Regions from separate parts of the Mus musculus genome. Here region 2 is linked to region 1. Evidence: chromatin contacts called from public promoter capture Hi-C data. All regions are on one chromosome and are shown on one strand. The core of a region is the stretch at or near the end of the contact, and the rest is flanking DNA. Distances in the headings are between cores, read along the strand shown. Region 1 holds the start of Nme2 (NME/NM23 nucleoside diphosphate kinase 2). Region 2 holds the start of Mrpl27 (mitochondrial ribosomal protein L27).

Region 1 (5,331 bases), core at 464-2,963:
ATAAATAAATAAATAAATAAATAAATAAAAAATTTTAAAAGGTAACCTTGTATTAAAAAAAAAAAAAAAAAAACTGGGTCAAAAAAGAAAGAAAGAAAGAAAGAAAGAAAGAAAGAAAGAAAGAAAGAAAGACAGACCTGGGTCTCATGGGATCCAGACCTGGCCTTAAACTCCAGGTATAGGCAAGGGTGACCCAGATTTTCTTTTTTTTTTTTTTTTTTTTTTTTCTTTTCAAGACCGGGTTTCTCTGTACAGTCCTGGCTGTCCTGGAACTCACCTTGTAGACCAGGTTGCCCTCGAACTCAGAAATCCGCCCGCCTCTGCCTCCCGAGTACTGGGATTAAAGGTGTGCGCCACCACCGCCAGGCTGACCCAGATTTTCTTATCTCCACCTTTATGTGCTGAGATTTGAGCATGTGCCACCACACCCTACTGTTTAGGAGGGGTTGACTCTAGACCTCATGAACTACACCTTCAGCTGGTGGCTACATACCATGTCAAATAGTTACTATCCTATGCCAAGGAGAGATGCAGCCTAGGTCATCTGGAAGTTTCGGCTCAAGCACAAAAGAATTGCAATTGTACAGGGCGGGTTTCAGGCTCTCTCCAATCCTTGCTATCCCACATGACAACACAAGCCGACTGGAGACCTTTTGCGAGACGGACAGGACCAGGACACACTGTGGGAGGGAAGCCAGGCCTGGGCACCGACACCAGTCACGTTACCTCCACTTAAACCTTCCCAAGGGCGTCTGTCCTCCCCGGCCTGGGAAAGGGCCAGCGAGCCACCAACGTCTGGTGAGAGGCGGAGGTCAAAAGGATTCTCGTGGGAGTGAAATCAGCCAGGAGGCCTAACTCCGACTCCAAAAGGCGACGCGGCCAAACTACTGGCGGGCGAACCAAACTCCCGCCACCCAGCAGCAGAGGGGTAGGGGGCGAAGGGCGTTGTTACCCGAAGGAACTTCATGGCCACCAGGCGGAACCCCTTCTGCTCGAACCGTTTGATGATCTCGCCCACCAGGCCGCGCTGCACGCCATCTGGCTTGATGGCAATGAAGGTACGCTCGAGGTTGGCCATGGTCCTGTGGAGGCAAGAAGTGTAGTCGATGAGGCCCGGCCGACCCAAGCCGGCCCAGGAAGCCACGTGGGTTCCTGCCACCGCCGCCGCTGCGGAGGACACGTGGCTTTCCAGATACTTCTGCCCCGCCCGGGAGGCCCAGAAAGAGGACTGCGGGAGCCTGTGGTGAGCTGATGTCGGGGCGGGGAGTGCATCTTAGCCTTACCGAAAGCCGGTGGGTCGGCTGGTGTCTGCGATGAGCGACAGAAGCAAAGAGAATAGAACGACCACCAGCCGGCGCGGAGAGAGGAGGGACGCGGGGCGGGACGAGAGACGCCACACCCCGGAGGACCCCGCTGCCCAACCCGGGACGCTCAGGCTGCCTGGTCTTGCCAGTCGTCTCTGTCCCCGCCCAAAGGCTCGCGGTGCACGCCCTCTCCTTGCAGGGCTGCGGAGGGCTGCGGGGCAGGAAGTGATTTGTTCTCCACCCAAGTCCGCCTGTTCTTTGCAGCTAAAGGCTTCAGCTTTGGAGACCAGGTCCTGAATTTATTCCAGGAGACATCTGCATTCAAGCTTCCCTGAGACATCCGCGCCCAGCTGGACTCTCCATGCTCTGGGATACCCCGAGTTTTTCCTATCTCCGAAATTCAGCCCTCTGTTCTTTCCTCTCTGCTTGAGCTTAGCCTTCCTCACCCAAAATGACAACTTCCCTAGGAGCCAAGTCTGTCTCCAGGCCCCTCCTCAGAAGGCCATCTGTTCCTGTCTCAGAATGACTTTCGAATTCCTAAGATAACCCATGCCTTTTGACACTAGGGCCAGCTCCCAGCTCTCTGTCTCCTCACCTACCTTTCCTCTAGAGGCTCTGATGCCACCCTGAGCCTGGGATTCCTGCCCACAGAGCACTACCTACCGAGTGTCAGGCTACCCACCTCAACCTGAGACACCCCTGGCAAGATTCTAGATTTTTGTATATAAGTTGACGGCCTGCCTAGACTTCAGAGGAAATTCAAGGCCAGCCTGGTGAATTTGGTACATGAGACTACCTCAAAATAAGAAGCAAAACCAGGTGTGAGAGATGACACTTGCCTATAGTGCTAGCTTTTGGGAGGTGGAGGCAGGAGGATCAGGAAAGGACAGCCACTGCTACACAGTTCAGAGTCAGCCTGGTCTGTCTCAAAATATACAAAATGGGGTGTTGGAGAGCTGGCTTTGTAGTTAAGAGCCTTCCAGGGGCCAGAGGTCAAGTCCCAGCAACCACACACTTCAGGTGGCTCACAACTATAACTCCAGTTCCATAGAATCCGGTGCCTCCCATCTCCAAGGACATGCCCTTACGTGCACATACCCACATGCAACACACACACCTACACATAATATGATAAAAACAAGTTTTTAAGGAATACATACAAAGAGAGGGGCTGGAGTGGGTAAAGTGGTACATCCTTGGCTACACTAGAATTAAAGACCAGCCTCGACTACATGAAGGTAGGGAGCACTGAATATTTAGCTCTGTGGTAGGTCCACTTGTGTAGCATGCACAAGGCCTTGGTCCAACCTCCAGTACTCCAGACTCTGTATTCTCAGAAGCCAGGCCTGTCAACTTGCAGTCTTTACCTCCTGTCTTCTTGGCAAGCCACCAGTACCCTAAAGGTGCCCTCAGTGCCCACATCTGCTTCATTTCCATATCCAGACCACACCCAAAAAAGTTGCAGTATGTTGTGTGAACCAGCTGCTGCTTCTCCCAGCAGGCTTGGAGCCTGAGCTGGGGCCCTGAACATCCCAGTAAATAGGTTTAGGGCATTGCCCAAGGCACTGAGCCTAACTAGCGCAGATGAGTCAAAATGCCTGAAACCTCCTTCTCCAGCTCCATTGCATCAGCCCTGGCTAAAGACCTGCTTGGACAGAACAGCCCTCTGCTCACTGGCCATTAGGATGAGCAATTAAACTCTAAAGTTATCTCATACAGGCTCTACACACTGGGCACTTGAACCTACAATTTCCTTTTTTTATTTTTTTATTTCTTTGATTCCCAATGAACACTGATTTCAAGTGACTCTAGCCCTGGTCTCATCGAGAGAATATACCCTGCTTTGATGCCTCCCTGCATCTCTAAAGGAACCGGCAAGCTCTCTATGTTCTCTATGACACCAGTACTACTCACAACTTGAGATGAGATGAGGTCGGCTGACCTCCAAACTCAGGTTATCAGCCTTGTGGCTCCAGCCCAACTGGTCGCCTATAACTACTCAGGTGGGTAACAGCCCATCACACCTCTCCACTGTCCTACACCTCAATTAGCAGAGCATCCAACTAGGATGCACCGACTGCCATTTGCCCTCACTCTGGGCCCATTTCCTTCATTCTCAGCCTGAAGTGTGTGTGGGCTCGCATTTGCCCAGCCAGCTGGTTGGTTGCCTTTTGAGAGGATCTAGCTGCATAGCCCTGGCTGGACTGCACCAGTCTGGCCTCAAGCTTACTGAAAGCCTGTCTCTCCCTCCTAAATGCTGGGATTACAGACATGTGCCACCACTCTCCCATGTTTTGGAGTTACCAAATGTCAACTGTACTGAGAATCTGCAAATTTCACTGAACTTACCTGTCGGGTGAAGAGTCGGTTACCCCTTTGTCAGGTCACATACCTCCCTACCCCACAGTAGAAGGACCCTTCATTGGACACCAGCTGACGGTCCCAGGCCTACAGAACACATGGGTTTTCTGATCTGATGGTAGCTACAACGTCTCACAATTTTCTTGGTTTGTTGTTGGTTTTTGCTTGTTTTGTTTTTCCAAGACAGAGTTTCTGTCTTTCCCTGGTTGTCTTAGAACTCACTCTGCAGACCAGGCTGATCTCGAACTACCTACCCCTGCCTCCTGAGTGCTAGGATTAAAGACATGAGCCACCACCATCCAGCTTTTTTTTTTTTTAAAGAGAAGTTCTTGTATAGCCCAGGCTGGCCTCAAACTATAAAGCTGAGGACAACTCTGAACTTCTGATCCTACCTCCTGAGTGCTGGATCACAGTACTACCATGCCATTCTGCAGTGCTCGGGATAGAACCCAAGGCTTCGTGTATGTTAGGCCAGACTCTCTCTTCCAACTAAGCTACATCCCCAGCCGGTGGGGGATTGTTGTTTTCCGGTTTTGGTTTTTTGAGAGAGTGCCTCTGCCTCCCCAGTGCTGGGATTAAAAAGCATGCTCCACTACACCCAGCTGTTTGATTTGTTTTGTTTTGACAAGGTTTCACTATGTAGTCTAGGCTGGCCTGGAATTCATCCCCCTGCCTCTGTCTCCTGAGTGTTAGAATTACAGGCCTGGGCCAACAGGCTTGGCTTGGCATCTTTATTTCTAATGAATTCTCTGTTCCCAGAACAGTTTTCACAACCTCACACATCCTCCACACAAATTGTTGTCTGACTGTGCCAGGAGAGAACAGAACACAGGTGATAGGAAGGGAGATAGACAAAGAAATGCCCTTGTGTCTCAGGGTGGTGGCTCAAACCACAAATGAAAAGAATCTCTGTGTGCACATGAGGCCAATATAAGTAATTTGTAAAACATTTACATTCTGTCCACTCAGATTATCCAGAAGCCTGAAGGAGGTAAGGAATGCAGAGCTGTACAGCAATACAAAGTACAGATTAAACACTTTAATCTAACAGTGGCACGTAACACTGCACAGGGAGTCACAGCTCCCAAAGGTTCCTTCCAGGTCAAAGAAGTTCCAGAAATATCTAGGGTTGCTGGTCCCCTGCCTGTGAGAACAAGAGTAAGCAGGTAGAAAACCAGCACCGTCCTGTCACTCATAGATCCAGTTCTGCGCACAGCTCTTGTACTCCACCAGCTCCTCAGGCTGAAACCACAAGCTGATCTCCTTCTCTGCGCTCTTTACAGAATCGCTGCCATGAATGATGTTCCTGGGTGGGGAGAGAGGTGACATCATTACAAATGGGAGAGATAAGCCTGCCCATAGCCCCTTGCGCTCGACTATGGATAGCGGAAGGCCATGGCATCAGAAAAGCCAGAGTCCCAAGTACTTCAGAATGACATGAAAGAAGGACTTCCTGTGAGCAGCCCGAGCCTTCAGGGAAGATGCTGGTCAGACTCTCTGTCCAAGAAAGGCACAGCCAATGGGACCAAGCAAGCAAATCAGCTTCCGCCTTCAGAGGCAGGAAGACAAAATTAATATTTTAAAGTGACCTGAAACCTGGTGGAGTGGCCAGTGCCTTTGAGAGAGGGGTAAGGGTTTGGGGCATCAGAAATTCAAGGATAGCCTC
Region 2 (4,862 bases), core at 616-3,115, 700 kb after region 1:
ATGTGGCAATCTGAGGATTACTTTCAGGGAGTTTGTCCCCTCCTTCCACAGTGTGAGTCCCGGGGATTGAACCCAGGTCATCAGGCTTGTCAGCAAGCACCTTTACCAGTTGAGTCATATCTCACTGGCCCCCCTAACATGGAGATCTTTCTAAAACAAAAACAAAAATAAGAAACAATGTAATCCCAGCACTTGGGAGGCAGAGGCAGGCGGATTTCTGAGTTCGAGGCCAACCATCCACACTGGACACTTCTCACAACCGCCTGTCATCCCAGTTCCAGGAGATCCAATGCCCTCTTCTGGCCTCCACATCCATATAAAATAAAAAGAAATGAAAATTTAAAATAGACAAATAAAAGCAAGTAAATCAGATGGCTCGGTGAGCAAAAACATATGTCACCTAGTTGGATTTCAGTTCCTAGAACCTACACACAGTGGAAAGCATGCCTATGCACACACCCATGTACGCTCATGTCCACACACAGGAAAAAACTCCCCTTACAATTCACATAGTGTATAGTACTCAAAACTATCCTTTAGGTGTTGGAGTAGCAGCGGTAGAGTGCTTGCTTAGCACATAGAGAGCCCTACATGAACGTTAGGCCCCAGCCTTAGTACAGTTAACAGATAAAGAAATCATTCACTCAGACTGATGGGGCTCCGTATGTCTGTGCTGTGTCAGCATTACCCTCCTCTTACTCCCGAATGTCTCCATCATCACAAAGAGAAATCCTACAAACTGGGCATGCTGGCACACAACTGCAATCCCACCTATTGGGAGGCTACAGAGGGGGATATTTTGAGTTCAAGGCCAGCCTACTTGATACAGTGAGACTTCTCAAAAGCAAGGGTATTTCTATAACCATTTTTTTTTTTTTTTTTTTTCTGAGACAGGGTTTCTCTGTATAGATAGCCCTGGCTGTCCTGGAACTCACTTTGTAGACCAGACTGGCTGAGAACTCAGAAATCCGCCTGCCTCTGCCTCCCAAGTGCTGGGATTAAAGGCATGCGCCACCACCACCTGGCATTTATTTATTTATTTAAAAATTAAGAAAAAAAAAAAAAGCCCCCACACACAAAAAAACAAGTTCTTTCTCTCTCCCAGCATCTAAAAATAAAATAAGATCCATTGTCTCTATGGATTTACAGGTTCTGTATATTTCATAAAAGCACACCGTATGTGCCTTTGGTGACTGGTGTCTTTCGCAGTCATGCTTTCAGGGTCCTTCTGTGGCCATACTATGCACCAGTACTGCCTCATTTTTTATAGCTGAATAATATTCCACTGTGTGGCTATGTCACATTTTGTTTACGCATTTATTGCTTGATGGACGGTTAGCCTGCTCCCCTTTCTTGGCTGTTACGGATAATGTTGCTACAGACATTCACGTACAAATATTTTGAACGAGTATGTTTTCACAGTTCTCTTGTGCGTACACTTAAGTCTGCCTGGAACTGCTGGGTTACACGCAAGAATCATTCTTTCAACAATAATTAGTGACTGATAATCTTTGCAGTCTTCCTGGATCTCAATTTAACATAATACCAGTAACTTAGGTTTGTAAGGAATTAAATGAAATTGTGCATCTACAACCAGTCTAGCACAGAATCTAGCTGAGCCTCACCCTGGTCCCTCCCTAGGGACCTTCGTGTGGTTCCTGGAGTGGGACAAACGTCCGTGCTGGCCACACTCCTTGTCTCTGGGGCCCACGGTCCACTGCAGAAGTCGCCGGAGGTCCCGGCCATAAACCCCAAGAGATCTGGGCTCACCTGCTACTGCTCCCGCCACTCTTTGAATTGTCCGCAAGACCCGGAAGTAGATCTATCCCGGTAGCGGAAGCAGACTTCCCAGCCTGGAAGTGAACGTGAAGCAAATATGGCGGCGGCGGCGCTTACGCTGAGGACGCGGGCAGCAGGTAGCTCAGCACTGTGGCTATTGCGAGGCGAGACAGCAGGGAGGCTGGGAGATGGAAACTGGAGCCCATGGTGAACCTAGATACGGGGAAGAAGTGAGGGGCTCCGGACCTTTGGAGGGCGACTGTCTCCGGTCACGTGACACGTTGTGGGCGGTGCTTGCGGAGGGTGGGAGTGCAGAATGAAAGCCCGTTGGATAGTTACTCCAGAAGCTCTGTCCCCTCTGGGTTTATGTGGATCCCTCCGGATTTGAAGAAGACTAAGTTCAAAACATTTAATTGATATTCAAGACTTAGCTTTTTTCCTTTCCTCGCTTTTGAGGTAGGTTCCCACTGTGTAGTTTGCCGTCTTAGAGCTGGTATTTCAGATGTCTATGACCATGACCAACGCTTAGGTCTGGTGAGACACTGCTCAGAGTACCAGCATAAACATGGTTTCTAACGCCTTGTGAGTTCAGCCAGTAAACACGTGAGTAACTTAGTTGTAATCTCGAATAGTATTGTGAAGAGTCTTAGATTAGGGGACCAAGGAAGTCTCTTGAAGGGATAGCAATTTAGACCTAAAAGAGACAGACCCAACCAAACCTGTGTAGACAGAAGGCAAGAAAATGACTTGACTCGGTTTTACAGTTTTGAGGAGCCAATTAAGAGGAGGCAGACTGGGTGCAAATAAATAAATGAAAATGAAACCAAGTGGGACCAGGAATAGTAGTGCCTATAATCCCTGCACTTAGGAGCCTGGGGCAGGAAGATTTCATCAGATCCAAGGCCAGCCTGGGTCACAGACTCAAAAGCTATAAATAAATAAAATAACATAAAATAAAATAAAATAAAATAACCTACACAGAAAACCATCTGCAAGACTTGCTATAGGATAGATCATTTGGCCCAGATATTAGTGGTGTTGGTAGAGAAGCTGGAGGGTAGTGGGTGAATATGACATCTGTCTGTTCTGAAGATATAGATTCCACAAGTCTTACTGCTCTGTAAAATGAGGGAAGAGAGTCATCTGTAAAGTCTTGTTTTTCACAAGAGCAGAGACATATGAGTGAAACAATGTAGGCAAAAGCAAAACACCAATCACCAGTAAGTGAGTGGGTGAAGCCAGGAAGTGCATGCCTGTAACCTCGGTTATATGTGAAGTAAAGGCCTGAGGATTGCAAGTTCAAGGTCTTCATGGGCTACAGGAGAGGGGGGAGGGGATTCCATTCCATTGCTGGACATTGAAGATGTCTCCTAAGTTCTTTTTTTGTGATGTTTGTTTGTTTGGAGACACTGTATCACTATGAAGCCCTGGCTGTCCTAGAACTCAGTCTCTAGACCAAACTGGTCCTGTTGTCACAGAGATCTGCCTGCCTCTGCCTCCCAAGTGCTAGCATCAAAAGCTTGCCTGTGCCACCATGCCCAGCCTGCTCTCTGAGAGCTAGTCTTGTATCCCAGCAACTTTCTGTTCTTATGGGAATTTGAGAAACCTAGATAACCAGTGCTATGCCCCCAAACACCCATAAAGCAACTCTAAATGGGCTGATACTAGATCCTAAGATCCTATACTATGCCTAGAGACCTAAAACAGACAGCCTGGATTTTATTTTTGTGTATGAATGTTTTGCCTATGTGTATATATGCATACCACACGGTATACTTGGTACCAGCAGAGGTAAGAAAAGGCCATTGGATCCCCTGAAACAGGAGTTACAGATGACTGTGGACCACTACAAAAGTGCTAGAAACTGAACAGAGGACCTCTGCAAGAGCAGTCGCTGCTGCTAACCTCTGAGCCATCTCTCTCTGGCCCCATTAGCATGCATTTTAGATAATCTTCTTTTAAAAGCATTTTCATTTAATCTTTGAGAATTTTGTTCATGCATACAATGTATTTTGATCATCTCTATCCCCTTCAACGCCTCCCTCATAATTTCCCCCTTTAAAGAAAATGGTGTTGAGTCCTTTGGGATAATGGGTGGAGAGGCCCAGATTAATGCCAGTCTTGGTTGGACATCTGCTTATGGACTCTGGGAAAAAAAGACCTTTCTGTAATGGCCAGTTGCCTGCGGGAGCCACCCTCTGACGGACGGGCTGCCCTTCTGGTGCAAGTGTCTGATGTGTAGTGGGTGAGTGGATAGCTAAGACAGTGGCAAGTGTCTGATGTGCATGGGTGAGTGGATAGCTAAGGCAGTGGTAAGGGAGGCGGAATCAGAGGCAAGCCTTGCACATCTTGTACGCTGCCCTTCCCTTGGCCAGGAAACTGAATCTTCTAAGCAGGCAGCTGTCTGGTGTCCATTTCATCTGTTTCTGTGCTGTTTGTTTCTGCTCAGCTGGACTGGATGTGTCAGGAGCCAGAGCATAGACTGTTCTCTCCCCCCCCCCCCCCCCGTGATGCTCACTGCCTGCTCTCCCTAATACACAGACCACCACCACCACCACCCACCCGCCATACCATGGTTACCTCTGGGCCAATTCCAGGGATGAATTGCTCCCTGCCCAGGCATTCCCTGAACACCACACACTTAGCATCTCTGTTCCTTTCACACATCTCTCATTTTTCCTCATCTCCCTCGCTGCTTCTCAGCTTGGCAAATGGTCCACAGAGACAAGAAAGCGCACTGCATTCGGGAGCCTCTCTGAGCAGGGTTTCGCTTTCTCTGCAGTGACAGCCCTGCTGAGCCCCACAGCACCCACAGCACTCGCTGTCAGACATGCATCCAAGAAGACAGGTGGCAGCTCTAAGAACCTTGGTGGGAAATCACGAGGCAAACACTACGGCATCAAGAAAATGGAAGGTGAGGGCGTGCCTTCCTTACTGTTTTCAAGCCACAGCCCACAGTGCTGCCCTGCCCTTTCTCAGAAGAGCAGAAATGCTACTCAGGGGCCTCACTCTCCTGTCTCTCTGCAGTTCACTGTGGCACTCATCTCCACATGGGAGGAGCAGGGACCCCAGGGAGTTGCAGT

The links. Promoter capture Hi-C pulls out the DNA fragments that hold promoters and counts their contacts.
Region 2: a promoter capture Hi-C map of pre-B cells shows a contact between it and region 1, with 5 times the contacts expected there. The contact joins the promoter of Mrpl27 here to the promoter of Nme2 in region 1. A contact is called at or near these places in 2 of 39 promoter capture datasets (embryonic stem cells and pre-B cells).

What each region holds. Positions count from the first base shown.
Region 1 is chr11:93,954,543-93,959,873 of GRCm38.p6, forward strand. It overlaps Nme2 (NME/NM23 nucleoside diphosphate kinase 2), which reads right to left and starts at 1,714. Exons shown (of 5, transcript NM_008705.5): 1 at 1,284-1,714; 2 at 953-1,082. The coding sequence starts at 1,078. Nme1 (NME/NM23 nucleoside diphosphate kinase 1) reads right to left here. Exons shown (of 5, transcript NM_008704.3): 5 at 4,383-4,971. The coding sequence ends at 4,854.
Region 2 is chr11:94,651,926-94,656,787 of GRCm38.p6, forward strand. It overlaps Mrpl27 (mitochondrial ribosomal protein L27), which reads left to right and starts at 1,866. Exons shown (of 4, transcript NM_053161.2): 1 at 1,866-1,916; 2 at 4,562-4,693. The coding sequence starts at 1,877. Eme1 (essential meiotic structure-specific endonuclease 1) reads right to left here and starts at 1,818. Exons shown (of 9, transcript NM_177752.5): 1 at 1,771-1,818.